2 separate regions of the Ovis aries genome follow, and region 1 is linked to region 2. Evidence: chromatin contacts called from public Hi-C data. All regions are on one chromosome and are shown on one strand. Each heading gives the region's core, a stretch centred on a gene start, on an enhancer-like site or on the middle of the called end of the contact. The rest is flanking DNA. Distances are from core to core; before and after follow the strand shown. Region 1 holds the start of LOX (lysyl oxidase). Region 2 overlaps LOC101111962 (zinc finger protein 474).

The links. A called contact is a pair of places that touch in the nucleus more often than the background predicts.
Region 1: a Hi-C map of tail adipose tissue shows a contact between it and region 2, with 2.8 times the contacts expected there. The contact joins the promoter of LOX here to the enhancer-like site in region 2.

Annotation. Positions count from the first base shown.
Region 1 is chr5:29,467,113-29,473,215 of ARS-UI_Ramb_v3.0, reverse strand. It overlaps LOX (lysyl oxidase), which reads right to left and starts at 3,656. Exons shown (of 7, transcript XM_027969995.2): 1 at 2,733-3,656; 2 at 2,275-2,383; 3 at 1,068-1,205. The coding sequence starts at 3,366.
Region 2 is chr5:29,374,515-29,380,018 of ARS-UI_Ramb_v3.0, reverse strand. LOC101111962 (zinc finger protein 474) reads left to right here. Exons shown (of 4, transcript XM_004008680.6): 2 at 696-1,937. The coding sequence starts at 909. Among named protein-coding and RNA genes, the nearest start is that of LOX, 92 kb to the left of the region's middle. Within about 2 kb of position 3,613, at least 5 of the 54 cell types and tissues checked have an H3K27ac peak or open chromatin away from gene starts, as enhancers often do. A contact at or near this core is called in tail adipose tissue, where this site is marked.

The DNA.
Region 1 (6,103 bases), core at 2,407-4,906, 93 kb before region 2:
AAATGCAAAGGAGAAATAAAAGCCTGTTTTATCCACCATTCGTATTTAACTAGTATAAACTTTTATTCATAAATCTACTTCAGCAGCAAAGTAGTTGCTCACTTTTTCTTTTTTTCATTTCATTTAAGTGAAGGTGCTGAACTGTTCATTTTCTCACATAAGAAGAGAACAAAAAGTAATGGCTCAAACTGTCGAAATTTTAAGACCATAAAACAGGATTTCCTGGCAATGAACACCTAAGCAAGTTACCAAGTCATACTGTAGAAGTGGTGGTGGTGTAGTAGCTAAGACATGCCCAACTCTTTGCGACCCCATGGACTGCAACCCACCAGGCTCCTCTGTCCATGGGATTTCCCAAGCAAGAATACTGGAGTGGGTTGCCATTTCTTTCTCCAGGGAATCTTAACAACCCAGGGATTGAGCCCAAGTCTCCTGCATTGCAGGTAGATTCTTTACCACTGACCACCAGGAAAGCCCTACCTGTAGTACACTGGGACCAAATTCTAGTGAAGCTAACTGATGTAATCTTATCGACAGTTTTAATAAGCTGGGCCTAAAAGAGTTTCCAGTTTAAAAGATAACAATATATAGTAACTGATGTATTATCCTAAAGATGGATTTCCTTGATTATGTCAAGTTATATAGAGAAATTCTAAGTATAAATAACAGCAATTTTCTTCCTTTGTGTAAGAATTTATCATATCAAGAATCACCTGTAATTTAGAAAATGAACTTACAGTTGCCAGGAGAAGAAGGGACAGTTAGGGAGTTTGGGATGGTCATGTACACACTGCTATATTTAAAATGGATGACCAGCAAGGACCTATTGTATACCACATGGAACTCTGCTCAATAGTATGTGGCAGCCTGGATAGGAGGGGTTTGGGGGGGGAGAATAGATATATGTATATGTATGGCTGAGTCCCTTCGCTATTTACGTGAAACTGTCACATTGTTAATCAGCTATACCCTACTACAACAAAAAGTTAACTCTTAAAAAACATAAAAAGAATCACCTGTAAAGTGAAAAAGCAACTCAAAAGTACCCAAGAGTCCCATCCACTTACTGGTGACAACTGTGCCATTCCCAGGAATATCTTGGTCGACTTGGTAGGAAATCAGATGTCCCTTGGTTTTTCACTCTCTGGGGAAATCTTAGCAGCACCCTGTGATCATAATCTCTGACATCTGCCCTGTATGCTGAGCTGTGATTTTATAAAGAGAAACATTATGATTTTCACAGAATACAAACTAAACTAATATAACTACAAGCAAAACCTTCCAAGATTTCACTGCCCTTTTCTCCCAACGAGGTTATCAGTTCCAAAAGACTAGAGCATTTTACATACATTTTTTCCTCACCCAGTTAAAGAAGATGTAAATTGGGGAAATAACCCTGAAAGAGTATACCCAGATAAGATAAATAATTTAGTAACTTTAAAACAATGGCACTACTGTAAGACTACCATAGGGAATGCAATGGTGTGTGATGCAAGACTCTAGTGGAATGGAAATGATGAGCTTGGATTTCTTCTCTTCTTTTAGCCTGACAGTTATAAAGGAAGTGAAAGAAATTGACACAATAAATAAACATTTCTGTCTTGTAAAATATTTTGTGTGAATATATATTCAAATTCTATTGATAACCTTATTTTACATTTAAAGAAATTGTGTGTCTTATCAAAACATCTTTTACTCCCTCTGCTGGTTTCCCAGCAGCAAACTCAGGGAATTTCATTCCCCAAACTGCTAAGATTTTATTTTAGTACTAATGCAAAAGCAAAGCTCTTGCTCCTGATCTTATTCTGGCTAAAGTAATGCCAAAACAACTAAGTTAATTGTGACTTCAAACAAAAGAAGAAAACAACGACATCCAACTGATGGGTGACACACTGGCCAAGTGGCCCCCGATGTTTTGAGGGGGTTTTAACAAGCTCTTCCATTACAGTATTTTTTCCACGGTATAGTAGTTTAATAGAACGTCATTGGAAACAGTTGGCTCCAAAGTTTAAGGATCTTGGAAAAAGAATCAGAGACCTCCACTCTCCAGGCTAAGGGTTTGCTTAATCTCCCTGATTTATGCCACGGTTTGAAAGTCAGAACCGACAGAAATCTTCCATATTTTAATTTTCCACCCAGGTCAGCATGCCCGAAAGATCACGTTCCACTTCCTAACCCTTGTCTGCACAGAACAAGAGTGGTCAGGATCAAGCACCTGAGGAGCCCCCTGGAACCAAGACGGGGGAGCTAGGCCGAGGAGATCCCAGTTGGTACCTGGCCAAGCAGTTTTCCTCCGCAGCGCATCTCAGGTTGTACATGGCCATCTTTTGCACGTATGTGGAAGCCTGGATGTAGTAGGGATCGGGCACCAGGTCCGGAAGACCTAAACGTCAGCAGGGGATGGGCAAAGCAGTGAGACAATTTAGCGGCCCCCACCCTGGCTCCGGTCCCTCCAAGTGCCTTACTCCTCACCCTTAAGTCAACTGGGCTGCGGTGTTGGGCTGCGGGTAGCAGAAGAATGGGGACGCCCGGGGCTGCAAAGTAAAGTGGAAACGAAGCAGGAGGGGCCAGGGCGCGCGGTTTGCACCAAATTCCAGGGCTGCCTCGGCTGGCGCAGGGGGAGGGATGGGATCTGCACGGACCAAGGCCTGCCGCGCCCAGGCAGCCACGTCGGGGAGACGCGGAGCTGGGGTGACGGTGCGCGGGGGTTAGCGGAGGCTGGGGGTGCTTACCATACTGGAAGTAGCCGGTGCCGTATCCGGGCCGGTACCTGCTCCCAGGCCTGGGCCTTTCGTACGTGTCGTAATAGTTGTAATAGGGGTTGTCGTCGGTGTACTTATAGGGGTTGTACGGGTCGTCGCCCACCATGCCGTCCACGTCCACGCGGTTAGGCGGTCGCAGGTTACTGAGCGTCGGGACCTCTCCCGGTGCCGTCTGGTTATCAGCGCGCGAGGTCCCAGCCTCGTGGGCCCCAGACGTCGAGTAGCCAGCTTGGAACCAGTGGCGGGCGACGGGCCTGGGGCGGCCGGCTGCGGCTGCAGAGGGGCCGGCCGTCCGCACTCGCGCCGCCGCGGTGCGGTTGTTGCGGAGCAGCAGGATTGGTGTGCGCATCTGCGGGGCGGTGGCGTTGGCGGCCCCCGGGGCGGTGGCGCCAGGGTCCCGTCGCCGTTGCGGCTGGTACTGCGAGCCCAGGCTCAGCAGGCTGAACACCTGCCCGTTGTTCTCCCATTGGATCTTCTGGCGCCAGGCGCCGGGAGCCGCCGCCTGTTCGCGAGGGGGCTGCCGGTGGCTGGCGGCCGGCGGGGCGCAGCGCACGAGTGCGCAGAGCTGCAGCGACCCGAGGAGTGCGGTCCAGGCGAAGCGCATTGCTCCCTTTCCTGGACTGTCCCCACTCCGGGAAGACGTAGCTCGGAGGGGGGGAAAAAAAAAAAAAAAACGGGGCTCAAGTCACGTGAGGGAGGGAGAACTCTTCAACCGAGGAGGCGGGCTGGGCGCCCGGGTATCTCAGTCCCTACCAAGCAATGCCTAGGGTGGGCTGCAGACCCTCTGCCGTAAAGGCGGCTGGTGAGACGTGGCACTCTCCTCTCTTCTCTTTCTCAGTCCTTCAGGAAGGCGACGGGGAGCGGCGTGGCGGCCCCGGCGAACGGGCAGTGTCTGGAGTGAAGGAAGGAGGAGAGATTTTTAAACTTTCTGGCACATTTGCAAAGTTACACAAGCCGTTCTGGCCCGGCCGCCCCTCTGCTATTTGTTCACGTAATGTGATTGGAAACGTGCAAGGCGGACAGCTCCTCGCCGCTGCCCCTCCCTCCCTTCCCCTCCCCTACCCAGCTTGTCCTCCTCCCCCCAGACACGTTGCACAGGGAGCGTTAAGGGGAAAGAACAAAACGGAACACACATCCTGAGACACACTCGGCTTAATCTGGGGCGAACATGCAGGAATTTCAAAAGACTCAGACAGGCAAAGGCAGCCAGGCCGTGGGGCGACGCCAAAATATGCATGAAGAAAAATGCTATTAGGTCACCAGCCCTGGAGAGGCGGGAAGTTGGGAGGTGGAGAGGGTGCTGGGGGCGAGAGTCGGGAAAGGGGGGATGGGGTGGGCGGAGGAAAGGTTGTGACTAATTTATCCATAAGGAGTTAACCAGACACATTTCCCAATGCACACCCCTTGCTTTTATGGGAAGCGCCTTCAGCAAATAAACCCCAAGATATCAAATTTTGTTTTTCTGTGTGTAGGTAATATGAGAAATGGATTACAAATTTATTTCCTACAGTGAATATTTTAATAACCAAAAGTAAAATTTTACAGGGAGCAAAGCCAGCTAACACTGAAGTGATGAATAAACCTGTCTCTTTCAAAATGCCGGCCTGATTTGTACTTTGGAAGTGAAGAACCATCTTTCATTTCCACAGTGTTTCTCAGGAAGTTTCAGCAAAGGGGACTAGAGCAAATTCTGCCTCAGAGAGCACTCAGAAGGCAATTTCAAATAAGCATTTCATCTGCTTCTTTCTCTTTGTATGTCTAATAAGGAGGTTTGAATCAAAAAAAAAAAAAAAAAAAGCTTAACCATTTGTTAAATGTTGAAAAGTCAGTGAAGAATCCTGTGGTGTTTAATTGATCTTCCAAACTAAACAAAGTGGTTGCTGAAGAAACAGTCTTGGGCTTCAGATTTGGGTGAAGACAAAGGAATGAGGGTGGCCAGGGGAGAATTAGTAGGAGGATGTGAGGAGGAGGTAGGTAACACTGACTGGAAAGAGATGTTTAGTGGACCAGTGGCTCATATGCCACTCAGGGTTTGGGCATTGCTGGAAGCATTTCAAAGGAAAAATCAAAATTAACGGCTTGATTTAAACTAGACTTGGAACCAGGTTTTATTAACCTTTTTGCTGGTTTCATCATTATTTGGGCCATTGTCAAGGTATACTTCAATATTCACCTATCACTCTTGGTCTCTACCTCTTGATGTTTAACCACCACATTTTGGTTGTGTCGTGAACCTCTGCTGATTTGACTTCCCAACATCCACTTCACTTTTTTTCTGGTTAGAACAACTGTGTTTTCCTTTTAGAAACTTCGCGTACCCAGTTGCATTGATGATACCAGTGCAGAACTTCAAGTTCACCAGGTCAAGCAATGGACATGAGATTCAAGCTTGGCTCATCAAACCATCACTGTAGAATTCACCTCTTGAGCAGAAGTACACAAAGGTCAGAAATGTTGGAGCCCACTCTTCCTGCTAGTAAAGAAAGTTCCTGTGAGTTCTTGCTACCCAGATTCCCCTTAAGCTGTTTTAGGCCAGAATCTTCAAAGACCCGATTCTTCAGCTTTTCCTTTTATTTTTCCACTGCATTCCTTTGTGGCTGAGTGTGGTCAGTCAGTTCCTATTGTTTTCTACCCAAGAGCCCTGACTGACACGAAGGCGAAGGTAGGATGGTTCTCTTAGCTAATCAGATCTAGTGATTCTGAATCCAAGGTGATTGATTTGACTGTTACTCAGTCAAGCTAGATTTGCTATAACCCTGACCACACACCATCCTTGATCACAAACAGGTGTCAGGTGAAAACTTTCTGATATTGCCAAATGTCTTACTTATATGATGAAGATAAAAGTTCAAGGGCAAATCCCATGGATGGCAGGTCAGCCATGCTATCCCTCTGTATGAAGTTTAGAGGCATCTCTGTCTATCATTTTATGAACTTACTGCAAAACTTAAAACTATTCAATTCCCCAAACCCACTAAGAGAAGGAATAAAAAGAAGAAACAGGTGTATATAATTTGGATGGACAGGCCAAATTATAGGAGAAGCAGGAAGGGAGAGAGTGTAATTATCTGTCATCAGAAGAATGCTCTGTATTCACCCAGGACGAGCTCATTCCCCAGGAAAGAAGCCCACAACCACGAGGGTTTGACCACACAGTGCTGAGGGAAGAACTCTGCCGTAGAGTTCAGACTGTCAGAGTGGCAGACCAGAGTGGCCCTTAATGGAAGGGTAGGAATTTTTTCCTGAATCTTGGATAAAATACTCTAGCTTCCAATCCTGGTATTTACATAAAAAGCTGTGTATCTTTGGACAGCTGACTTACTTTTCCTGACTTAGTTATA
Region 2 (5,504 bases), core at 2,364-4,863:
ATAAGAAGCTTAACTCACTCTGAAGGCTTCCTGATAATCTACCTGTTCAAGCTTTAATTACTTCTGCTGGTTCTTAACCTTAGGCTCATGGACACTCAAAAAGTCTGGCCTGTGACTATAGTTCAAGTAAAAGAGAAATCACAACTAAAAATATTTGATAAATTATTTCAATAAAATTAGTTTCACTTGTACTAGTAAGAATTTTATATTTTTCTTTAAAAATTATTATTCTGGGAAGAGGTCCATAGGCTTCAAAGAACTGACAAAGGGATCCATGGCACTAAAAAGAATCCCTAAGGTAATGGAAGGTCTTTTGTACTTGATCCGCAGTTTCATTAATCTAGTTTTCAGAAGCCTCGGTTCTCTGCTGCATGACCTCACCACCATGCTTCTTGGTTCATACCATATGTGTTGAGATGTGCAGTAATTGTCCATCTTCCTTTGCAGTATCGAATGAACACTGCCTTTGTTTGATGCGGTAACAGTGCAGTTCATAACAGAAATGTTTTTCATATTTATTCGAACATTTACTGAACAAATCCTATGTGCAGTTATTATGATAGCTGAAGAGGATGCTCAGTCAAAAAAATCACCGTTCTTTATCAACTTAAAATATGTGTGTGTGTGTTCACGTGAATGTGTGTGTATGAATGTGTGTGTATGCAATAACTTCTTGATTTATATTTCCCCTGCAGATCTTGGAGCCATCTGAGGTTTTATGGGGACTTTCCAGCATTCCAGACTGCTGCCCTGCAATGAAGCTCTGAGTCACAGTCTTTGGGTCTAAGGTACTGGCTACGATGTGGAACCCCAAGACAGCCAACCTGACTAACCTTCACTCTAAGCAGAAGCCCAAAATGCGTCTGGCCTGAAATCAGAGCAAGCCTTAGAGAAAGCCTTCTTTGTTAATGGAAAAAGAAGAGGAGAAAAGGGTTTCCACATTGCAACAGTCTTTCCACCATTCCAAAGAGCCCACCTTTCTTATAAACCAAGCTGTTCTATTTGGTGAGTCCCATTCTAGCTTCTTGCCAGAAATAGAACGTGACAGTCAGGGTGAAAAAATAAAGACAAACCCTCGGAAAAACAGACCTGGAACTGTAATTCTCTCAAAGCAGTCCAGTAGGAGGATTATGTCTGAAAGCCAGCCCAGGCCCCCCGTGATCCCATCCCGCAGACCCAGGTTCCGGGTGTGCTATATATGTGGCCGAGAATTTGGGTCCCAATCCCTTGGCATTCATGAACCCCAGTGCCTGGAGAAGTGGCGTGTTGAAAACAGCAAGTTGCCCAAGCACCTGAGGAGGCCAGAACCTTCCAAACCACCTCCTCTCAACGGAAGTGGGTCCTACAGTCTTCAGGCAGTGAATGAGGCAGCCTTCCAGAGTTCCCAGGCTCAGCTGCTGCCATGTGAGTTCTGCAGCCGCACATTCTTGCCAGACCGGCTTCTTGTTCATCAGAGAAGCTGCAAGCAGAAGGTTGAGGGGCCCAGGGCACCAAGCCTGGACAGATCTGATGATCTTGCCGGTCTCAAAGCTTCCAGTGGCATCACAACCCGACCAAGGACTGTCATCTGCTACATCTGTGGGAGGGAATTTGGTACCCTGTCCCTTCCTATCCATGAGCCCAAATGCCTGGAAAAGTGGAAAGTAGAAAATGACCGACTCCCCAGGGAGTTCCGCCAGCCACTCCCACAGAAGCCTCAGCCCCTTCTCACTGGACAGCCCAACCACACAAGGCCACGTCAAGGCCAGCTCGTGTCCTGCCCAAACTGTAGTCAGACCTTTGCCCCTGACCGCCTTCCAGTACACAAGAGAAGTTGTAAAGGTCAACCTAGTGGGCCAAAAGCTCAGGATCTGACATTAGGGAGTAGAGGTGGCCTGAAAGAGTCCACTAATTCCAAGTCTCAGAGGAACCCGGCAGCACCCCCTGTGACTGATAAGGTAATTTGTGCCACATGATATGCATCGGGTAGGCCTGGGGGTACATTCTACCTCCAGGGGAATGAGAGAAAAATGCCCCTGGAATCAGCTCCCTCATCCCCTAGGGTGGTTTTCCTTCAGTGCCCATTTCTGCCTCAGTGAAACCTAAGTTGACCCCCTATTGGACTCCGGGGCTATACCTCCATTGGCACAGCAGATATAAAAACATCCTTGCCCAGTGGGTCCCTGGTCCTCTTTCATTCTGCTGCCTAAAAGAGAGATGGACTTCTTTCTTCTCTGAATCCCTCATACCAATAATCCTTGGGAGAGACTGGCATTTGAAAATGAGTCAGTAATGCTGTGTCTACATTACAGAGATATCATTCCCATTCCAACTGCCAATATTTATTACTGGTTTATTTTAGTAGTCTACCTTAGGAATTCACTTTTGGCAACACTGGGTGATGGTGAGTTTATCGTTCTAAAATAGAATCTGTGTCAAAAACCCCAGATGACTTTAGCAGTAATTAAACACCGGAGCACTTGCAGAACTGAACATGCTCTACAGTGCAGCATGCTTTCTTTTAATGCTTACATGGCTATAGTCTATGGGGAAGTAACTCCTACTCAAACCGAGAGTCAACTAGGTGTGTTCATGGATCTGGGAAATACTCAGTTCCTGCTGCTGCTCTGGACCCCATGTTTGGGTCAGACACCAGGCTGTGACCCCTGATTTGGGCAGTTGTAAATAAGCATGACCCTAGGGGTCCCCAGCCTATATAGTGAAGTGTCACTGGGTCTTGACCTGAAATTTCATCATCAACCAGGATTGGGGAAGTTTGCTTTTGAGGATGGCTACCTGCAAGATAAGGGGAGGTCCATGTGCTCCATTCTGCCATGAAGCAAGGGAAGTGGCTGTCTTGCCACGTGTCACACTTTACAGAACATCAAATCATGAGAAATAGGAGGCTGTCAAGGTCTTTTCTCTATGACTTGCTGCTTGAAAGGCCCCACCTGTAGGGGTTCTTTAAGTGAACTATTTTCAGGAAACTAAGGTAACCCAAGCTATTGTAAACAGTTAAACCAGACTGATTGGGGGGTGGGAAGACATCCTTTATTTTTAATCCAGTTGTTCTTCATTACTTTTTTATTTTTTTATTGTATTACTTGGGCAAATGTCAGGTACTTTTTCCAAACTTCCATGTTTAAAATGAAATGATCTTTCACTTGCTGGCTTGGAAGATTCCAAAACAATGATCCTAAAGCCGAAGAGTCAGACTAATGGGCATATTTTCCGATGAACTTGAAGAAAGAACAGATAGTTTCTTTGCCGAATGAAAACCCAAACTCGTAAGTGTGGCATGGGCTTCAGGCTGGTCTCATAAACACGAACTGTTTTTCTCATCTTTTGGCTGTTGCTTTTCTTCCAAAACGTGTGGGGTCTGGATTCAGCAAGCAAAAGAATCCATGTCTTAGAGCCACAAATCAAGAGCTCCGGTTAGTGTTCTGACATTCAGCACTGTTTCCTGATTGTATGCATTTTCTTTAAATGTCCTCATTACAGAACTTGAGACAGGGATGAGCGTGGTCAGAATGCTCATGCTTGTTGTTGTAACACAGACTCTGTGCTCCCCAGAGTGGAGCCAGCAGGCTGAGCATAGCATGTTCTCACTCAGTCACAACTGCTAAAAGAGGCTGGCCTGGGCCCCCAGCTCCACAGGAGGACACCTCCTGACTCACTGAGTCATCTGGAGAGGAGACTGTCAGGACAGGAGGCCAGTGATGGCTGTCAGTGACTTTCACGTTTAGATCAGAGGGAGTCCGTCAAAACAAGGGCATCAGGAGGACACGACAGCTATGTCAGAGCACAGCCAACTCTGCTCCTAACCTGCAAGGCACATGTCAGTGAGAAACTGGCACCCACCACCGTCAGATGTGCCTTGGCCTGTTTGGGGACCACACAGGCTTTAGTGGAGGGCATAGTAAGGTCATCCAACCTAGGGTCCCTTCAGCTGCCAGATCTGGAGCAAGCTAGGGTTCATTAAAATGGAGAAAACTCCTAGGCTTCCAAGAGGAATAAGACCTCTTGAACCAACAGACTTTATTCCTTCCCTTGAAAAGACATTTGCCACTGCGTTGCACTTTCAGCAGAAAGCCTCTCCTGGGGAATGTAGTTTTCTGTTGTGGTTGTTATTGGACTCTGTTATTGCTGTTTTTCTTTTCTTTGTATTATGTAAGATTTAGATAGTGCAGTGAATCGTTCATTTCCATAAAGAAAACGCCCTGTGCATTATTGGATTTCAGAATTTCATCTGCCTGTGGCGGCCGACTTTTGGCTGACTGTGAGACACACGCGTGGTTTTTTCAGTTCAGATGTTTGCTTCCTTTTTCCTTATGCCAGTTAGAACAATTTCCCCCTAGAATCCTTGATCTGAATTCATGTTAGAATCAGCGATCTTGCCCAGTGTTTTCGGGGGGCTCAATCTCATAGTGAACTCAGGTAAGAAAAACATTTTCAGAATTATGACCACAGAACTTGGAAATAGTTCCCTGCAGTTGGGCAACAATGACTGTTTCGCTGGCAGAGTGAGTTACCCTCCGCTCAGAGTGTTCCTCCTGCGTAGACTGGCTCGGTTCTCTGATGACAAATGCTCCTGTTACCCTTCAGTCAAATCTAAACAAAGAAAACGCTGAGATCCCTAAGACAAACCCCCCAACCCAAGTCATCAATGTGCATTCTGCGCCAGCTCTGCTTTGCCTCTCACCACGGAATGGGTTTGAACTTGTCCCATTGCTTGTCATCCAAAATCTAAGACTGAATTCACTCTCTCTGATTTCACAGTGACATTGTGAGAGACACCGTGCAGTATGAAAGAGGAATGACATCCACAAAGCGGACTTTCATTTAAAAGGGTTTGCTCTGCTGTTATGTGGTATCAGAGCAGCATCGCACTCCCCCTTTTCCCTCTAGAAGAAGGAAAGCCTGAGCAAGCAATATCCAGTTTAGCAAGATTTTAAAAGTCATGTTACTTGCAGATGAAATTAGATGCATAATGTGGGAAACTAGAGATTATCAGTTTAAAGTTTAATTTGGAGCTTAATGTGATCCTTTGATTTCTATTTTAGCAAGCAGTGTCCTAAGTGGTGCTGGAAGTGCGAGAATGGAGAATATTGACCCCTATTTTAATATGAGTGAACACATTTTAATATTTGTCTTTAATATTTGGGGAAAAGTTTGCCCTTTTCCATAAGCTGATAGTGTTTCAGTCTTTGACTTAAGGCCTTTCTGGCTAACTGAAGCACAGATTGACAGTTAATTAAATATAACTACAAACCAGAATGAAGGCTTTGTTTAACTACCTTTTATTAGTTACATAACGCTTGGGGTTATTTTCTTAGTATTTTGATGATAACATGTGAAACACTGTTTCTAAAAATCTGATACTATGTTATAAAATAGGCATTCTTTTTCTTCAGGGAAATCTGTCTTTTTCTTTTTTTAACAAAGGTTTGTGTCTCTGAATGTAGTTTTAAGCTGTCCTTAGCATCCTAGAGGGCTGAGCTACAATCCCATCAGACACATCTCTA